Linked DNA regions of Mus musculus: region 1 is linked to region 2. A link is a contact called in public Hi-C data. All regions are on one chromosome and are shown on one strand. The core of a region is the stretch at or near the end of the contact, and the rest is flanking DNA. Distances in the headings are between cores, read along the strand shown. Region 1 holds the start of Stxbp6 (syntaxin binding protein 6 (amisyn)). Region 2 overlaps Nrcam (neuronal cell adhesion molecule).

Evidence for each region. Hi-C and Micro-C count contacts between places; a contact is called where the count stands out from the background.
Region 1: a contact with region 2 is called in a Hi-C map of uterus, with 5 times the contacts expected there. The contact joins the promoter of Stxbp6 here to the enhancer-like site in region 2. A contact is called at or near these places in 6 of 39 promoter capture datasets (cranial neural crest, embryonic stem cells, frontonasal cranial neural crest and 2 more), 6 of 484 Hi-C or Micro-C datasets (cerebellum, cerebral cortex, cortical neurons and 3 more), 4 of 115 datasets of contacts at active chromatin or transcription factors (embryonic forebrain, embryonic stem cells, forebrain and 1 more) and 1 of 9 other capture datasets (embryonic stem cells).

The regions. Positions count from the first base shown.
Region 1 is chr12:45,071,528-45,078,268 of GRCm38.p6, forward strand. It overlaps Stxbp6 (syntaxin binding protein 6 (amisyn)), which reads right to left and starts at 2,956. Exons shown (of 6, transcript NM_144552.3): 1 at 2,668-2,956.
Region 2 is chr12:44,600,604-44,607,490 of GRCm38.p6, forward strand. Nrcam (neuronal cell adhesion molecule) reads left to right here. Exons shown (of 31, transcript NM_176930.4): 31 at 1-1,243. Among named protein-coding and RNA genes, the nearest start is that of Nrcam, 280 kb to the left of the region's middle. Within about 2 kb of position 1,853, at least 6 of the 459 cell types and tissues checked have an H3K27ac peak or open chromatin away from gene starts, as enhancers often do. A contact at or near this core is called in uterus, where this site is marked.

The DNA.
Region 1 (6,741 bases), core at 1,706-4,205, 470 kb after region 2:
CAGGGTGCCACCACCCACAGAGGGCTGAGCCCTCCCACATCAATCATAAGCAAGAGAATGTCCCACAGACTTGCCTATAGGACAACAGAAGTAACTCCTTAGTTAAGGGTCCTTCTTCTCAGGTTGGCAACCAGCCCACACACGTCTAAGGATCACCAAATCTCTACAGACTGGAGAAGAAGTACTACACAGTAAGAAAGAGCAATCTTATCTTTTTGTAAAATTACTCATTAGAAAAGCAACTAGAATCATTAAAATGAGGCAATAGAAGCTGACACATGTCTTGAAGTTCAAAGTGCTTAAAGCAACTTCCAAAAGCTCCTGGAAGAAACCCTGTCTCCACTACAGAGAACTAATTTGGAGCAGCCCCCTCTCTTTCTCCCCCTATAGAAATTAGTGATTCTATGTAGGCATGGCTGGGGAGCAGCCTTAGTGTCATCGGAAGCTAGTTAGCAATACAAACTGCCATACCTCTGCTCTAAACCTAGAGAGTCAAGAGACTGGAAGTGAAAGCCAGCAATTCATGAGTTATCAAGAACTAACACTCATATTTGGGAATCTCTGCTCTAGCTAGGCTCAGGGTATACTTCTGGGGAAGCTCGGGAGCCTCATTAAATCCTTGTTAACTGGGTGGCATGCAATCTCTCCTGTCCTTGCCACTTAAGTTGGTTTTTAATCTCACAGACTGATTTCAGCAAGGAGACTTGAGTCCTTAATTCAAGGTCACTATGAAAAGCCAAGTCAGAGCTCCATCCCAGGACTTGCTGATTTCTTCATCATCCTAGGATCACAAAAGAAGCCCTGCTGACACAGACAGTTCTGCGGGGGCCAGGACTGTGAATGGTGCTAGGGCAGGTCCCATGGTCTCCTCCATTATACCACACTGCCTCCCTCAGACAGGAAAGTGGGATTTCCCACCCATAAAAATCAAGAGAAGCCGTGCAGGTGTGTGTCAATGGCTTCTTCCACAGACCTCAGCAACTAAACCTTGTAGTGAAGACTGCACAGTCCGGGGAGACTTGATTGTTATAATCAAGAATAAGCAGAGTTTTTAAAGCTGGGCACAGTGCACAGAAACAAAACCTAAGGCCTAGATACCATCTTTGTGTTTTCTTAGCAATCTTCATCTCCCTTTACGTCATTCACTCAGGTCTCACAACAGAAAGAGATAGGGTCACCGTTATCTCCCACTTTGTCAGAAACAAAACAAACAACACAAACAAGAGCTGAAGTTCAAAGTGGTAAATAACTTGTCCATCAGGGAAAACTTGCCCTCAGGTCTGTGTGACTCGAGAACCTGTGTTGTGTAGCCACACCATGGGACCCCCACATCTGAAAACCTTCCCCAAGATGTTACAATCCCCAAGAGAAAAACGTACACCAAAATGGTTAACTCCCAAAACCCTGCCACTTTGTCAGAGTGAGTTCTCCTTTAAAAACTTAACACACATAACCAACAACCAAGGTGTTCAGCCAAGAGATGAAAGAAAAGGAGAAGGGGGGATTTAAAAGAGTGAGGTGCCTGCATAATTATTCTGTATTTCTTCCCAATGCAGCCTCCTCATCAAGGCAAACAGCTATTCACAGCCTGGGCTGAACTCCTCCACACACCTCAACCCTTTTCCCCTCCACCACACCCTGTTAGGACAGCACTGCTCTGACTGATGTGCAGGCACAATTCTAAAACTCAAAACAACAAGCGGGGGGGGGGGGGTGGACCCAGAAGGACCGTGGCCATCCTGAACATCCGTGCAATATGCATACTGCCGTTTTCAGGGCCTCGGAGTCTCCCAGAAGACCTTAGGAGACTATGAAATGAAGAAGGCATTCCTCGGTCCCTGCTCCTTCCCACAAAGTCCGGGTTGAAGAATGATAGAAACAGGAGATGGTTGTTAACGAAGTCCAAAGCAAACAAGCTCGCATGCACTCCTCCTAAAGAACGGTGTGCCATTCTAAACTCTCTAACTGACCTTTGGGTCCTGGGGTCTGTGATAATGTAAACCTGGGGAAAGTCAGAAAGAAAAAACAAGCCATCCATCTACTCCAGCTTCTCTGACCCGCCATATGGGTGAGCCGGATTCTGGCGCGCTCTGAAAGAGAATTCGGAGCCCCGAGGGAGGCCTTGGCTGAGCCCCTGACCACTTCTTAGGTTGGGGGAAGGGGCAAAAGCTAAGGGGCCCGGAAGCTAACCCCGTAAGAAGTACCAGCCTCAGTTTTGGCATCGATGATCTTCCTGGAAGATGCCAGCATTCATAGATGGGGTGATTTCGCTAATTTCAGCGGAGAGAGCTCTGGCTAGGGGCGCTGCGACCCACTGAGTTCTCCAGGAGGCAGCCCAGGGGGATCGTTCTGCCGAGCAGGCAGTGCGGACCTAAGGGCTCCACCACCAACTTTCTCACGGGAATCTGACCTGCTAGGTTCTGGCCAATGTAGCTCCCACTCCTGGTCCGGGGTTGGAGGGAGAATCAGCTACCCCGACCCCGTTCCGCGCGCACAAAGCAGCTGAGCCCTGTGTCCAGCCCCTTCTCCTGCCGCCCTCCAACTTGCCCGCGCGGCTCTCCGCGCGCCTACCCTCTCCGCCTGCCCCGCGCCGCGCATCCCAGCCCGCAGCCGCGATAGCTGCAACTGTACGCCGGGTAGCCTGGCCTCCCCACGCCAGGAACCTACCGTGCAGCCTGGCTCGTGCTCGGGCGGTGCCTAGTGCGCGGCACGCGTCCCAACCGAAGACAGGGCTCCCCCGCGGCTGCCCCGCGCGGAGATCGGGGCTGCAGACTAAGCTGGGCCGGCTCGGCTTCTGGCTGATCGCGGCTCGCCGCTCCCGCGCGGGCTCCTGCCGCTGTGCGCGAGGAGGGAGGGGTCGGGGAAACTCCTGGCAACTCCAACTCCGGGCGCCAGAGCTCCAGCTGCAGCCTCGCGCCGGCCCGCTGCCGCCGAGTGCGAGCTAGCAAAACCAACCTGCCCCCGCCGCTGCCTGTGAGCATGCCCAGTGCTGCTGTGGGCGAGCCACAACGACCTGGCCTGGGGCAAAGATCGGTAGCCCAGGGCTCCGGGGCCCCGCCACAGGCCCAGAGCCCGGGGGACAAGTGGGGGCGAGCCCTTGGGGCGCGGGTTAGCAAGTGCAAAGCGGTGAGAGTCCCATGGGTTGTGGGAAGTTTGTGGGCTGGAAAGATGGGCTGCTTCTGGGAGCCTTTGCAAGCAAGTATTTAAAAAACAACATGCTACAGGAATGTGGGCCCAGCAGGTGGGGTTTTATTCAGTCGCAAGCTTACTTGGGGTGACAAAATCCAAGAGCTAATGGGGCCTGGCAAGCCCAGTAAATGAGTGAAGCGGGAAGGAGGAAGCCAGCTTGAGGGAGCTCCGCAGGCAGAGCAACTGCTGTGCTCTAAGCGCCCAAGGCTATCGTGAAGGAAATCAGACCTGGTTTTGCTGGATTTTATTTTATAAATAAATAAGTGGTTAACATATAGGGTTTTGTTCGTTCAGAATATTCCGGTAATTGAGTCTTGCCAGAGGAAAAACAAAAGAAGAAAGAAAAAAAGAAACTAGAGTTTAGACCAAAAACCCATTGCTGGGTCCAGTGGCTGCTCAGCCAATCTGAACCAAGGAGTTTTGTGGAGAGGAGAGGTGCTGAGCGCCTGCCCACGGTGGCTTAGCAAGGCGCTGGCAAGGATCCAGGATGATTCAGACTGCCTTCAAAGTGCAAGGGGAAATAGGTTTTCCTGACAGAAGCGAGCTAGTGATAAACGCTGGATCATTCGGAGTTAACTAATGCGGAAAGTGGCTTTGAGAACAAACTTTGAGGACGCTTCCGAAGTCTAAGCACCTGGGCTCACTGCAAGGTAAACTAGACTCAGCCTAGCTGCTCAAGAGTCCCTGAAAGGCATATTACATTCTGAAACAAAAGGAAGCCCCCCCCCCCCGCCCCCGTAGTACCGGCCCTGCCTTTATTTAAAATTTTGATATTTTTATCCTTAATTTTTGTATTGATTTCTTTCCGTTTCATACTGCATTAAAACTTTAATTTGATCACCGAGTTCTTTGGCCAACCTTTCCACTTTGTGTCCCACCTCATTCTGGCCTGATCCTCCCTGGCGGAAGAGAAAGCTGCAAGATTTGGTACATGAAGAGAGCAAGGTGGGACCCCGAGCTCCTGATTGCTAGTCTGTGATGCCTGCTTTTTATTTGGTAGAATGTGTTGGAACCAGCTGAGACGCGGGAGAGGAAAAAAAGAAAATCAGTATCATCCAAAGATACCTCTTCAGGGAAGACATGTTGAGCAGTAGTTAGGAAAGTAGTTCGGAGGAGAAGAAAGGGTTGCTCGTGATATGATCGCTGTTTTATGAAAATCCGAAGCATTTCACTGATAAGGCTGTCTGCGTTCTGCTTATCTCTGGAAAGACGTGTGGTTGGGTTATCTTTTTTACCGAAAAATAATAATCGGGTTTTCTGTCACTCTCAGCCATTCCTCCATCAGTTAAGGAGAGCAAATGGCTTCTCTCCACAGCTGTATTTTCCTCAGCTTTGAATTAGAAGACAGTTCTCATTATTTATGAGAGGTTTAGAAGTGGTGTGTGGTTGTGGGTTTTTTTAATAGTGAGAGTTTAGGCAATAAGAACGCACTATCCTTGATCATCACCTATCAAATTAGACTTGACATACATTACAAAGGTTATCCAAGGTAGCAAACTTCATCCATTAGAGCAGCTTTTTTAATTTTGGGATATTGCTAATAAAACATTGGAATAAATTTTTGACTATTTCAACAAATCAGTTAATAAGATCCTCTGGTATTAGTTTCTATTGTCACCTTCACTCTTCTTCCTCACCACCTTAATGTTTATCTTTCCCCTATCCCCCCTCAGTACTGAAGGTCTAGACAAGATGGCTGCCCTCTGTACAAAGTGCCCTTTAACGAACAGTTTGCTAGTGTCTGCTTCAGAACAAACTACCCTTTATCTATTGGAAGTATTTTAAGCCCGCAGAACTCTCAAGGAGGGAAAAAAAATGCTTGAGTGTTTACACAGAAGGTTTCCAGAAGTTTTGATGAGGAGGAAGTACCTAGAGCAGGGCCTATCACATAACAGGTAGTTACAAATATTTGCAAAATAAATAAAAATTTCAATCATCAAAATCTCCCAGGCCTGTATTGTACCTCCCCTAGTTCCTAAGAATTGTTGTTTTAAAAAAAAAATAATGATGATGATGTCATCAAGAACAGGAAATAAACATTTATATAGGGAGGGGCTTACAAGAAAAATATTTTGCTAGTGTTTCATATTGTGTATGTGTGTGTTCCTGCACATTAGGGATTCGACGACCTCTTGCCTTTTGTCTCTCTGTTTCGATATTAAAATAATCACATTTAAAGTTTATATGAGTAAACAACAAATAGTGATTTTTTTTTTAAAGAACATAGTGCAAAAGAGCTTCTTACAGAGTGAAGCCTGTTCCCACCCCGTAAAAAGCTAGCATTGTCTGTTTCTTGCATATAGTTACAGAAATGGTCTGTCTTTGAAGTTTAATCTTGTAATGATAGAAACGAAAAAGACACAGTATTTCATCCAGCTGCCAAGTTAAGTACTTTTAACTTATTATTTTGAGAAAGAAGAAAAACATAAAAGTGATATTTCCTTCTTCCTTTGTGGCATAAGTAATCTCATGGTTACAAGGACACGACCTTTGTGGGTATTAAATTATATAAAAACAATAGTGTCCTAACTCACTGTGAAACCTCAACCTAAAACTCTTGTGGATTTAGATGCCTTAGGTTGTCTAAGCCAAATGGGAGGAAATGCTATCTAAATAACAAATGAATTTGAGCCTTGTGGCTTATATCTTCAATACCAGCACTAGAAAAGCAGAGACAGGGGAATTGCCATGAGTTCAAGGGTTATATAACAAGACCATATCTCAAAAGCCAATAAATAAACCAACCTGATTAAGTGATATGGTTTGTTGCAGGGCACTGATGTCATAGGACAGCATTTTAATAGATTCCCTTAAGATATAATAGTGCCATCTATGCATATGGGACTAGATTCACCTCTACATTTTTAATGTTGATATTATTTTTTCTTTATTATTATTATTTTATTTATTACAATCCAGCTGTTGCCTCTCCTCCCAGCAACTTCTTGGTCCCCACTACCTCAGTTCCTCATCCCATTCCTCCTTCCCCCTTTCTCCAAGAGGATGTTCCCCTTACCATGCCTCCTGCCTCCCTGGGGCCTCAAGTTTTTCTAGGATTAGGCATGTCCTCTCCCACTGAGGATAGACTAGGCAATCTTCTGCTATATATGTGCTGGGGGCCTCAGACCAGCTATATAGCATAGCTAGTACCTCCTCACATTTTCATTCCGAGGATGTGAATTTATATTAAGCAACAACAATTTAGGAATTTATCAATTTACCAACTTTTTAGTGGAAAATATCAAATAGCACTTTTGTTAACATAAACTCTTGAATATTTGAAATCTCACATTTCAATCTTGTTTATAACCCTCCAAATTAGTTATTGTTTTTAAAGCTAGAAGAGTCTATTTTTTAAGCTTCCAAGCTTCTTAGAATAAGGCTCCTTTTTCATATAAAAGAAATGTCAATAACCTAGTCCCAAGAGATCTATTAAATGTCTGAGCTTTATAGTGATAGCAGGTGTACGTGAGGGCAACACCGAGGAGGAAAACACCCCTCTTCCCCCACCAGTGAGAGCAGCAGCAGGACCTCAGTTGGTCCTTCAGTAGG
Region 2 (6,887 bases), core at 603-3,102:
GAAGTCTCTGCTCATCTATAACTATGGATGCTAAATTTCTCTGTGCATGAAGAAGTCACGCCTGTAGATAACTACAGATTTTCTATTAAAAATGAAAAATTGAGTGTGGTTTTAAAGCCCCCCCCCCCACTCCTTGTACTTAGTCATGTTCCTGGGGGGGGGGGTGGGGGGAGGGTGGGTGTGTAGCAGGTGTACCCGGCAGCACAATGCTTCTGGACTTCCATCTGAAAAGGGACTGGTAAACAGCCCAGCTCTCCTCAGTTTCAGCTTCTTCAAACCTGTACTTCCAAAGATTTTTGAACAAATTCTGACAATTTTGTTTCGTTTTTAAAAGACTTTGGATTTTATCGCCAACGTAAAAATAAGAATTAGAATCAGGAATTATTTTTTTTTTTCCGAGACAGGGTTTCTCTGTGTAGTCTTGGCTGTCCTGGAACTCATTCTGCAGACCAGGCTGGCCTGGAACTCAGAAATCTGCCTGCCTCTGCCTCCCAAGTGCTGGGAAAGGCGTGAGCCACCACCGCCCGGTGAAATCAGGAACTTTTAAATCAAAGGTTAGGGCTAGTTACGCAGGAATAGATAGCAAGAGTCCTTTGAAAACAGGTGAACAAATCTGGTTCCTTTGTCGAGTCTCACAATAGACCAACTGCTGGTGCCCTGTCCATACAACCAGTGGGACCTCCTCGCTACTCAGCCATGGTCAATTTATATTTCTTAACATGGCTACATGATGAGAGTTTGAACACTCATACATATTACAAATATGTCATCTGCTTCCTTTTCTCCACCTTCATTCTTCTGTCTCCATCCAAGCCTAGCAATTATCCACATTCCACCACTTGCCCCTTGGTCACTGACCCCTGGTCCCAGCAGTGCATCCAGGAGAACTACCTGCCTTGTGCTCTCAGAGTTATTTAGACAGCATGCTATGAAAGTGAATCGGAGATGCCATAGAGAGAGAGCTCAGAATTCCTCTCACAGAGGACATGTTGGCTGCTTTCTCGGACCCTCCCTTCTGTCCTCACTGTGGGCCAAATTAACAAACCTTAGCCTCACTCTACATCATGACACGGCTCCGTGGCAACAGGAACTTTGAAACTTTAAGCATGACCTCAGAAAAAATCTTGTAGTTATAAACCTTTATAAACCATCTTCTTCATTGGGTTTTAAGGACTTTCGAGGTAAGGGGAGTCTAAGAACTCAGGGATTTTCAGTCACAAAATGAGTCACTTCCGCTTGAGATGTTTCCGCAGCTGACCACCAGAGGGCGCCTGTGCTTTATCCTGCGTCGAAGAAACTTGCTAGAGAAAGCAGGCTAATGACCCTGGCTGGATCGGTTTTGGATAATTAAATGATGACCCGATGGTGCAGAAAATGATCGCCTGTTCGTACTAGGGAAATGAGATTGCAGCTCTCCCCAGCGACTGCATGACTGTGTGAACCTTTTGCATAGTTTTTTCTCTTGATTGAGCCTAGGTGTGTCAGGGAAGAGTTGCCTCCAGTCCAGTGGCCATGTTTGTCAGGTATAGGTGCGTGTGTGTGTGTGTGTGTGTGTGTGTGTGTGTGTGTGTGAGAGAGAGAGAGAGAGAGAGAGAGAGAGGATAAAGGAAGGGAGTCCTTAAAATGGCCTCACTTCCTTTCTTTAATGATGCTATTTTTGTCTGCCACCAGTGGTTTGACATTTTATTATTGACTAGAACACACACAAAAGTAGTTTAAATACTACCCTCAGCTCATATGATTCCACTTAGGAGACGGGGAGAGAAAAGCAGAGAATATCACTGCAGTATTTGTACTGAATAGTGGCTCAGTGGGGTGGAAAGATCAGTGTAAGAGAGAAGAAGGATTCATATTCCAACCCCACCATCAGTCAGCAGTGTGTGTGCAGGAACGCCTCCTCTCGTCATTCACTCCACATCTGTCTCCTCAGTCAGACAATGATGGGGCAGATCGTGTCTAATATGCCTTTCTAGTTTAATCCTGTGTGTCCTAGTAACAAAACAAAAACAAAACAAAACAATCCGAGCGCTTGCTAGGGACAAACACAAGCCAGGTTTGAGTCCCGCTGTGTGGGGCCTGGAGCCTCGTGTTTCAAGACAGCTATAATCAGTCAGCTTCCTGCATGGGTGCAAGTCCTCACTTAGAGCTCGAAGGGAAAGCATAAACAAACGGTAGTGGGAGTGCTGTCTACCTCTGAGGAAGGAAGTGTGCACTGATAGGAGAAAGCCAAGGAGAAGCCATAAAGGCCAAGGGGACAAAGCTGGCAAGCAAGGTCACCATGCTCGCCTAGATGCAGAGGCCAGGCTCTGCTGGGTTTGAGGATCATGTGACAAGCATCTGCCTTTAGTCAAGAAGCAATGAAAATTGAGGAGTAGGTCAAGGAACCTCTACGATTAAGAGCACAAGATTAAGCCATGGGGCCCAGAGGAAATTGCTGGGAAAAACATGAGCTAGAGGAATTAGGATGACATATGAGCCAGAAACTCTCAACGTAGTGCCCAGGAGCAGAAGAGCGCCCTCTGCAGGAGACCAGTTACCAGGCGCTCCATGTCTCTGCAGAGCAGGAAGTTGTGTTGAGGTTGAAGTGAGGAAAAGATGATTGCAGAAGCAAATGTCAGATATTTATGCCTGGGTCTGGACACCTCCCCCCTGACAGATGCCCACCCATTAGTCACCCCTGTCTCTTCTCTCCTGGCTGTCTACCGACTTTCAAACAACTCAGGTGTCTCAGAGACAAACAGGCTCTTGCATTAGTCGTCAGTGCTTCAGTTATCAGCTGTCCTCCAAGTTTCATGGTTAAAATGGTTGAAATAATAGCAGGAGAAGTATATGAGGATAATTGTAAAAGCCACCACTGGCCAGAATGTACATCCTCTGTTCCTTCTATGGCTGTAAAATCCCGCAGTCCCTCTCAGTGTGCCCTGTAGACTGAGTCTTTCTTCAGCTCTAAGTGTGTGGCTCACGATCTCAGCAGGTGACTCAACACTCAACAACAAAACAGACTCTTTCCATCAGACACTATCAGCTGTCGCATTGAAATCACTTGCCTGTATTAAAAACTCAATTCCTGTTCACCCAGCTCACAAAGTCTTTATTTTCATTATCTGAACTGTGGTTTGACCATCACTAGGAAAAATCACAGATGATTCTAATGTGTAGCCCAAGTGGAAATTGGTGTTGACAAGATTCTCCTGTGCTACTGTGCAAATAGTCAGGGAACAGTATTTTAAATAACTTCCTCAACACAGCCCAAGGGTGGATTTCAAATTCTCTTCTATTCTCCACATAAAGTGAATCTAGAGAGAATAGACCCCCTTATACATTGCTGATGGGAATATAAAATGGTCCAGCCACTTTGGAAAAGAGTTTAGCACTTTTTTTAAAAAAACTGAATATAAATTTACTATGTGACCATATTCAACTCATAAGTCTAGACCCAAGAGAAATGAAAACCTACGTCTAGCCATAGACTTGTACATACATGTTCAAAAAGCATCAACCATAACATGTAGAAAACAACCCCAGTGGCTAGAAAGTGCCCCGAGACGGGCGGCCGAACAGAGTGAGTATATCACAGGCATAGTTGCCATAGATGCAGTCAGACGGGACACTATTTGGCAGGTTATATGACGGATTGATGCATGCAACAGTGCAAAAACCCCCCAAAACATTAAAATTTAAAAGTCAAGCACAAAGACTGATATTCTAATTTACTTGATTGTCCAAAAAGGCAAACCTGTGCAAACCTGAGGTAAATTGGTGTCTCTAGCTGAAGGAGGTGGAGGCAAAGATTAACTTCAAATTGGTGTGAGCGCTCGTCCTGGAGTATGAAAATATTCTTGAGTTTTATAGTTATAGTGAATTATTGTATCATGTTACAACTCAGTAAAGCTTATATTGGTCTAAAGAGTGAATAGAGTTACCTATAAATGAGGTTTGCGGATGATCACATCCCCACATCATAGATCCATTGCCTCCTGTTTCCTCAAGGATGCTGCAAGGCCATCAACTCCAGGTGTTCCCCCAGAATAGTACCATCGCTTGGTAGAACCATATTCCCTGACTGCTCCAATTGGTAGGAATAGGAATGACTTAGCTTTGACATTAAAGGACAAAATCAGATACTCTTCATAACAGAAAAACAACAACAACAACAACAAACTTCAAATAGTTCAAATGCCCATAATAAGTTAGTGGCTATACAAATTTTAAAATGTGTAGCACTTTGAGACCATGAATCAACAGTAAGTACAAACCCTCGGTACAAGTGTCTCTGCCACTGAGTGAAAAGAGCCAGACACAGAGGTTTTGTTCACGTGAAACATTGGGGCAGGTCGAGCTACCTTACAAGGACAGAGAGCAGATGTATGACTGTTGGGGAGTGGAGTGTGCAGAGGGATTTCCTGCTGAGATTCGAAGAGAGCTCATCTAAATGGATAAGGAGGAATCCGCATTTCAATCGTGAAGATAGTTATAGGGGTATTTGTTCATCAGGACCCAAAACTATATGCTTAAAGTAAGTGTGCTTTGTTATATATGTTGTATTTCAATAAAGTTGATTTTGAAAGGAAAATAAACTGGACAAAAGTGACTTCTCCCCTTCTTCTCTCTCTTTCTTTTGTCTGCTTACCCCAAGATGGAGTGGGGTGGGTGGGTGGGTGGGGCTCTTAGTTCTGCCTTGTCTTCATGTGAGGAACCATGTCTGTATTTTGAGAAATCTGTGGTGGCCTTCTTCCCACTACCTGATTGGTTGTGTATGGTGTTGTAGGTCAGGCTAAGAATACAGAACATATGTAGACGTTCCTGGCTGGGTAGCCTCAAGGATCTAAATGAAGTGAAATTTGAGAACCCAAGTACGGATGGCAATTAAGTCCATGATCAACAAGCCCATCTTAAAAATGAAGTAATATTTGATTTTCATTCATGCAGTTGTCACTTCTGTGTTCTCAAGTCAACTTCCGACCTGGTCCTCAAGGTCTGTGCCTGACAGGAGTTACTCCCACTTTTACATCTGGGGTACGCGCAGCAAGCTTGCTGTGGTTGAGAGAGACCTTCTCGGTTCTCGCTCTGGGACAGGCCACCTTTGGAGCCTTCCTTTCTGGAGTTGGACTTTTTTACCTTGGTTCTTACTCCTTCCTGAAACCACCCTGGCCTTTTCTAAGCAGAATCCTGTCTCTCAGCTTTCAGTTTCCCATCTAAGTGAGAGCTAATTGACATCTCAAAAGTAATCTCCATTTATTTCTGTCTCTTCCTGGAGGTTATTTGTTTAGGTACCTGCATGACCCACTCCTCATTCTCCAGGCTACACAAGGATTGTGAAACCCACATTACTCTGTCTACAAATAGTATCTCCACTCCTCTCCTCTCCTCTCCTCTCCTCTCCTCTCCTCTCCCTTCTTTGTCCTTCCTCTTCCCTCCCCTTATAGCACCTCCTCTCTTCTCTTCTCTTCTTTCTTCTCCCTACCCTACTCTACCTTCTTAATCTACTCTACCCTCCTCCATCTCCCTCTCTCTGTCTCTTTTTGTGGGCCTCTCTTTGGTTTGTTTCATATTCTCTCTCTCTCTCCCCCCCCCCCACCTCCTCTCCTCTCCATCTTCCTGTCTCTGTCCGTATCCCTTAGCCATGTGAAGGCACAGAGAAAATGAGACCACCTGCAAACCAAGAAGAGAACCCTCACTAGGAACAACCAGTTAGCTCCTTGATCTGATATTTCTAGCCTCCAACAAAATAAATTGCATCCTGAGAAAATAGATGTTTGTGGTTTAAGACATTTAGACTGGTGGCTCATGTTTTATGGCAGACGAAGAACACCAAGAAATAATTTTAGCAAATTACAATCTTCCACTGTTCACAAATGCAAGCAGCCTTGCAGTGTTTACCTGCTTTGTATTTTCAGCATTTCGTCCTTTTTATTTAGCATGAAATTGCTATGGTAGGATGGAGAGAAACAAAAGAACAGCATGCTTGCCTTCAGTGCCTGTTAAATTCAAGCACCATGCTAGGCAATGTGTGCACTACATCTATTTCATGCTCTTACCAGCCTGTGAGACAACATCACTTTTCTTCTCAAAGATCACACAGCTGTAGAAGAGGTCTATCGCATGAACTCAGCTGTGTCTGACTCCAAAGTATAAATTCCTTCTCCCTTTAAGTTGTTCATCATGTCATCTAAGCTACATAAAGTAAAAGCATAATGTTCAAAATAGAGAGTGGGCCTTCATGTCTGTCTAGTTGTGAAAGGATAGTCCTTCAGAATGAAAGCTTGCTGTGTCTAAAGGCCAATAACATCTTGGTCCAAAGACTATCCAAGACAAGACAGGACAAGGTAGGTATGCATAAGTGGCTTTGGAGGATCCCTGTTTTGTACTGACCTGTATGTGAGAGTTCCATGATACAGTAGATATCTATCAACTATGTCCTATAGTGATATAGGCCACAGAGAGAAGGTGGCTGCTTTTTGAGGACTGGAATCTGTACCAAGACTACGGTAGGTAGAGGTTGTGTCAAGTTGCATTTGAGTTCTGCTCTGAAAACACATTTGCTGCATCATCCCAGTGATGGCAAATCCTAGAGGAGGAATCATGCCTGCAGACCAAGGGAGAGAGTCCATAGGTACAGAAAGTAGACTTGCTCCATGCAGACATGCTTAAAGCTGACCCTGAGAGAGGGTCAGTCACCAAAGTATTTGCTGTGCAAGCTTGAGTTGCTGAGGTCAGTCTCTACAGACCACAGTCAAAAATATGGGGGCACCCATGGTGGTAATCCCAGTGCTGGAGAGGTGAAGACTGGGGGATCTCGGAGGATCTCGGGCTGGCCAGTTTGCCTAATCAGCAAGCCCCAAGCTAGAAGAAGACCTAGGTTCAAAACACAATGTGAATGGTGTCGA